Linked DNA regions of Mus musculus: region 1 is linked to region 2. The links are chromatin contacts, called in public Hi-C maps. All regions are on one chromosome and are shown on one strand. Each heading gives the region's core, a stretch centred on a gene start, on an enhancer-like site or on the middle of the called end of the contact. The rest is flanking DNA. Distances are from core to core; before and after follow the strand shown.

Region 1 (2,700 bases), core at 81-2,580, 1.2 Mb before region 2:
AAATATGTGATCAGAAAGTGGCTTTCCCAGCAATCAAATGTTATGCCCTTTAATGGACATGAAAGCGCATTGTTGAAGACAGACTTCTATCATGTAAAAGATACAGTCTCTGATTATGAAATAAAGACATAACTATTGCTTACCCCAACTGACTGAGGGCAGATGGCGGCATGTTATGTAGGTGCTGCTGCTGCCAGCCAGTTACAGAGCCGAGGTGGAGCGCACTGGCAGTGTTGAAGCCAGACAGAGATGACAGATCTGCGCTACTCAGAGAGTACTCTAGATGGGAGCGAAGGAGCGGCAAGGAGAGAGAGAGAGAGAGAGACAATTAGACTGTCAAATGGTAAGCAAAATCACACAGTTTCAACCTCTAAAACATACTTTGAATCAAAGTTTTTTGATTTAGGAAAAGAAGAAAATAAAACACCACGGATAATTTGAATTTAAAAAGAAAAAAAAAATATTATCCATCTGAGTAAGGATGTCACACTAGATCCACAGTAATAGATCCTGAAATGTTAGCACATTATACTAGCTTTGTTTAAAAGTGTAAAGGATCTATATATTTTATGATCTAGAAATAGGTTTTACATTAAAAATCTTCAAGAAAGTGAGTGTTCTACTACATTAAAGAGACAGTAGCTCAGTTTCTTTGAAATATTGAATTCGATTTGAGTAAATAAAACTTCCCATCACTTAAAAAGGAGCACTGTAGATCACTGAGTAAGACAGAGGTGCTTGTACCATGCATTCTGGACACAGGCCCCACACGAGCTCCCAACAGGGCAAAGAAAATAACTTTTAAAATATGCTTTTTAAAGTGTTTACTGTAATATTTGCACATAGCAAAGCTACTCACCAGTACCATATGTTGTTGAAATGGCTGATGGATATCCTCCCATTCCTTGTCCTGGTAAAGTAGGAGTTGCTACGGAAACCACCGGGGTAGCCAATGACTGAGCCGACTGGGAGTTATTTATCCTTTGATTCTTTTAAAGTAAATAAAAAGACATTATTGGTGGCAGATTTTAAAAAGTTAAAAATATTAGGTCTCACTATTAGTTTTTCACATAAAGAAATAAGTTGGTACAAAGCTCATGAAATTAATCATTTAACATGTGTCTCTATGAACTCTGCCAACCCTATCATTTACAATCCTTCAAGAGACCAGCTGTTGCCATAGTAACCCATTACATCAGTATCTCCTAGGCAACTGAACTAGTAACAAGTACCATAGCTTTATTATGGGTAAAAACAGACTACGTTGAGAACTGATGAAATATGTATACTGTACTGCTATTGTTTCAGTTTTATTCAAATGCAAATTAAAAAATTAAAATCAACCATAGTGGGTTTTGTGATCAGTTCTATGTACAGCAGAGCTGATAGATATGATTCAGGCTATGTTATGGCCAGCAGGTGGCGCTATGACCACTTTCTTCTGCTTCGACTTCCTTGCAAAAGGATGGCAAAGTAGCTAATGCCAGTATTTAACTCCTAATAGCCAGGAGGTAAAGGATGCTTACGCTCAAAATCCTGGTATTTTAAATTTTGAAAGAATAAGTGTCTTACTATTTAATAGCTAAAGATGCATTTTTGTGTTTCTATTTTAGAGTAAGTTCAGTCTTAATATTTAAAACATGGTCTTTAGGTAAAAGGTGGGGACAGAGGAAAAAGGCCTACAAAAACCAGCTATGCTTTCCACAGGCTGTCAATGATCCTAGAAATTAATGGTGTTTAAGCATAATCAGTACCCTCATTTATTGAGGTAAGTTTTAAAATCTTTCTGTTTGATCACAGCTAGCACCTTTCACTGAGGTAGTTCTGTTATCTTCCCGAGCATGCCCTTCAAGGGACGAGTCCTTCCCACTTACCAACAGCAGATCCACATCCTCAGACTGAGAGCATGGGGAAGGAGGGAAGGAGTTTATTAATTAGTGTCTGTAAATATTTATAACTGTGAAAATCTTTCTAGCAAAAGGAGATGCATCTTCTGATAGACGCAACAGTTTAAACAGCTTGGCACACGGGATGCCAAAGACAACTCCTTAACAAAGACATTCTTTGTTTCTCTTAGTGAGGTGTTCCTTGTCTCAAACCTGAAGACTGTCTATCTTGTTTGCAGCACAGGTCATTGTCTCTCTGTTTACTGTTGTGCCCCATACTTTGATAAAAAGATAATAGGAATCTACTTTAAACCCTACTTGCTAGAGGAAAAGGGAGTCATACATGACGAGAGTGAGAGCGAGAGAGAGAGAGAGCGAGAGAGAGAGAGAGAGAGAGAGAGAGAGAGAGAGAGAGAGAGAGAGAGAGAGAGAAAGAGAGAGAAGAGAGAGAGAAAGGGGGGGCTGATCCATGGGAATGTGTCAGTTTTAAGGGATATGGGATAAATGTGATGAGAGACACTGTGTGCCCTGCCTGACCCACACTCACAGCATCACTGTGGGAGGTTTTATTTCTTAGACTCAGGCTTTTCTAAAGGAAATGTCACATGTTATTTGATTTTAGCTAAATGCACAAAATGAATATATAATAAACAATCAGTTCACAGGACTATTTCACTCCTAGGCATGGCACAGAACAGAGAATTCTAAAACAAAGCAAAACAGAAGGAAATGTTTGTGGGGTAATTTAAATCTATCTGCTAAGTCTTTGCTATATATGTTCTCATTGTTAAGTTTTGCTGATTTGGAGAACACT
Region 2 (2,700 bases), core at 8-2,507:
ATGACGAGTGGCCTTGGTTTCTGTTAGTAAGATTCTTACATTTGCCTTTTGCCACCTGGTAATCTCTGGGGTTAGATGTTGTAGATCTCTCTGGCTGAAACTTGTTCCTCCTATGATTCTTTAGCCTCTGTCAGCACTCCTAGGATTCCAACTCTCTCCTGAGTCCCAGTGGTCAGTGCACTCTCTGCAGGCAAGCTCTCTTCCAGAGAAGGTGCACAGAAGTCTGGAGCTCAGATCCACCTCCTGAGTCCCGGAGTCAGTGCCATCCCTGGAGTCCAACTCTCCCCTTATGGGGAAGGTGCCCAGGGGTCTGGATCTCAGCTCTGCCTCCTGGCTGAGGAAGAAGGCCTGAAGGGAGTCTGTCCAAGAAGCTCTATTGCTTCTGCCACCCATGTTCTCTCCTTTGTAGACTGGTCTCAGTGATCCCAAGATCCTGGATGTGCTTGGGCCTTCCTAGTTTGTGCCCAAGATGGGGCAGGGATGGCACAGACCCAAAGCATCCCCAGTGCTTATTGGGCAGGTTTCCTTTGTCCCTGTTCCTGCTGGCACAAGACCCTCCTGGTTTTTTTGGAACAATTGTTCCACTCTCTTTCTATTTTAAAGCTTCAAACCATCATTAATAGTTTTTTTTATTAGATACTTTCTTTATTTACATTTCAAATGTTATCTCCCATCCTAGTTCTCTCTCCAAAAACCCCTTATCCATTCCTCCATTTCTCCTGCTCACCAACGGACCCACTCCCTCTTTCTGGCTCTGGTAGTCCCCTATACTGGGGCATAGAACCTTCACAGGACCAAGGGCTTCTCATCCCATTGATGACTAACTAGGCCATCCTCTGCTACATATGTAGCTAGAGCCATGAGTCCCAGCAAGTGTTTCCTTTGGTTGGTGATTTAGTCCTAGGGAGCTCTTGAGATACTCGTTAGTTCATGTTAGTTTTTCATAGCAACGGCATACTCTCTGACAGCAGCATCTGTAATCATTACTTTTTGTTAATTTAATAAAATGCTGTCACCAAAAGCATGTTACACAAGAAAGACTTCATTTTTGTTCACAAGTCTCAGAGGCATTTCATAATAGCAGAAGAGGCACAGCAGCAGGCAGCTGGAGCAGAAAACTCAGAGATCTCTTCTTCAACTACAAACACAAAACCAAGAAAAAAAACAAAAACAGAAGAACCAACCTGTCCTATGGTGACTTACTCCTTCTACCAATGTTTCACGCTCCCCATAACTGTCCCAACAGTACCACCAACTGGTGACCAGGTGTTCAAATACCTGAAACTCTCAGGTCATTTCTATTTCAAAGTTTCACAATTACTTACAGTTTACCATCATGTCCTTGCCTCTGCTAGGTGGGGTTGATCCCCGTACCACATCCTAAAGACATACTTTCTAGAGGTAACAGTGGTGTAGTTGTCTCAGTTTATAACCAAAAAAATATACCCTATGATAAAGATTTACATCCCAGAAATTGACATGGAAGAAACCACAAGAAGTTTTAAGGCAATAGAATAAGAAACACAGAAATTAGAGAATCCAGTTATGAATATATTAATGATTAAGTTATAGTTCTTAAAAGCTGGGCATTTGATATACTTATGCCCTGTGAGAGTCTATCAAAAAGTACTACAGAATCATACCATTAAATTTAGGACTTAATGACTAGGGTAGACTTCTCTTGATTTTATCCTTATAGGTTTAAAAATGTCCACAGGTAAGATTATTTTACTTAGACTGCATTGTATCTACTGTAATGAAATGTTTCATGGTGCTTTAGAATTCTTTGAGGTAGAGGAAGAAAGAGGTACGCACTTTGGAATCAGCTGGATAATCTACTATAAAAACACAAACTTCCATGGGCCACTTGAATGCGACTTTAGGGAACAAAAATATGTAGAGTCTTGCCTGTGCCATAAACTTAAACCCATACTCCTAAATTACTATAACTTAATTATTTTAAATTCCTTTGCTCCTTTTCCAGGACAAAATTAAGATTTGAAAAACATGCCATGAATTTCAATGATAATAAGCTTCTAAGCCCATCAAATATTATTAATGTTTTACTCAATAAATATTGATTAAAGAAATGCCTGTTTAGTAACTTCTTTCCCACATTTCTGATCACTCATCTGAGATTATACTCCTTCAGTCTAAATTATGTAGGCTTTTCCTTTTAGTTACTATTTCTGTTGTTGCATTTGATGCTCATTTATGCATATAACATTATATTAATTTATAGAATGTAGTCAAAACCTTTACAACACTAGTTTTGTTAGCTATATCATTATTCTGTCGTCTTCTATCCATTGTAGTACTCAAGAAATACCATATCTTGGGTTTGTGAAGACAGCTCAGTATGTAAAGTAATTGCGGCATGAGATCATATTCCTAGTATGTACAACATTTCAAGTATGGCTGGATATGTCTGTTAACTGAGACTTAAATGCAGCAGGGGAGCATGTGCTTGGAGAGGCCTTTCCAGGGCTTGATATCCAGCTCACTGAGACTAGTTGAAAGGGCAGCTCCATGTTCTCCTGGAGAGATCCTACTTTAAAAAGGAATAATAGGAATAATAACAAGAAGATAATCAAATTGAAATCATGAATGTCATAGCTACTTGGAAAGGTCCTATAAACAGTGATAATAAAATAAAGACACTTAAGTTGACCTCTGACCTCCACATATATACACTGAGTG

Evidence for each region. Hi-C and Micro-C count contacts between places; a contact is called where the count stands out from the background.
Region 1: a Hi-C map of B cells shows a contact between it and region 2, with 3 times the contacts expected there. The contact joins two enhancer-like sites. A contact is called at or near these places in 4 of 15 datasets of contacts at CTCF or cohesin (the NIH/3T3 cell line, large pre-B cells, pro-B cells and 1 more), 15 of 484 Hi-C or Micro-C datasets (B cells, CD4 T cells, the HPC-5 cell line and 10 more), 1 of 115 datasets of contacts at active chromatin or transcription factors (large pre-B cells) and 1 of 9 other capture datasets (embryonic stem cells).

The regions. Positions count from the first base shown.
Region 1 is chr13:83,653,796-83,656,495 of GRCm38.p6, reverse strand. It overlaps Mef2c (myocyte enhancer factor 2C), which reads right to left. Exons shown (of 11, transcript NM_001347575.1): 8 at 1,875-1,898; 9 at 860-989; 10 at 144-279. It overlaps Gm52044 (a long non-coding RNA gene), which reads left to right. Exons shown (of 3, transcript XR_003950630.1): 3 at 1-2,700. Among named protein-coding and RNA genes, the nearest start is that of Gm52044, 7.2 kb to the left of the region's middle. Within about 2 kb of position 1,330, at least 40 of the 459 cell types and tissues checked have an H3K27ac peak or open chromatin away from gene starts, as enhancers often do. A contact at or near this core is called in B cells, where this site is marked.
Region 2 is chr13:82,495,343-82,498,042 of GRCm38.p6, reverse strand. No RefSeq gene overlaps it. Among named protein-coding and RNA genes, the nearest start is that of Mir3961, 200 kb to the left of the region's middle. Within about 2 kb of position 1,257, at least 1 of the 459 cell types and tissues checked has an H3K27ac peak or open chromatin away from gene starts, as enhancers often do. A contact at or near this core is called in B cells, where this site is marked.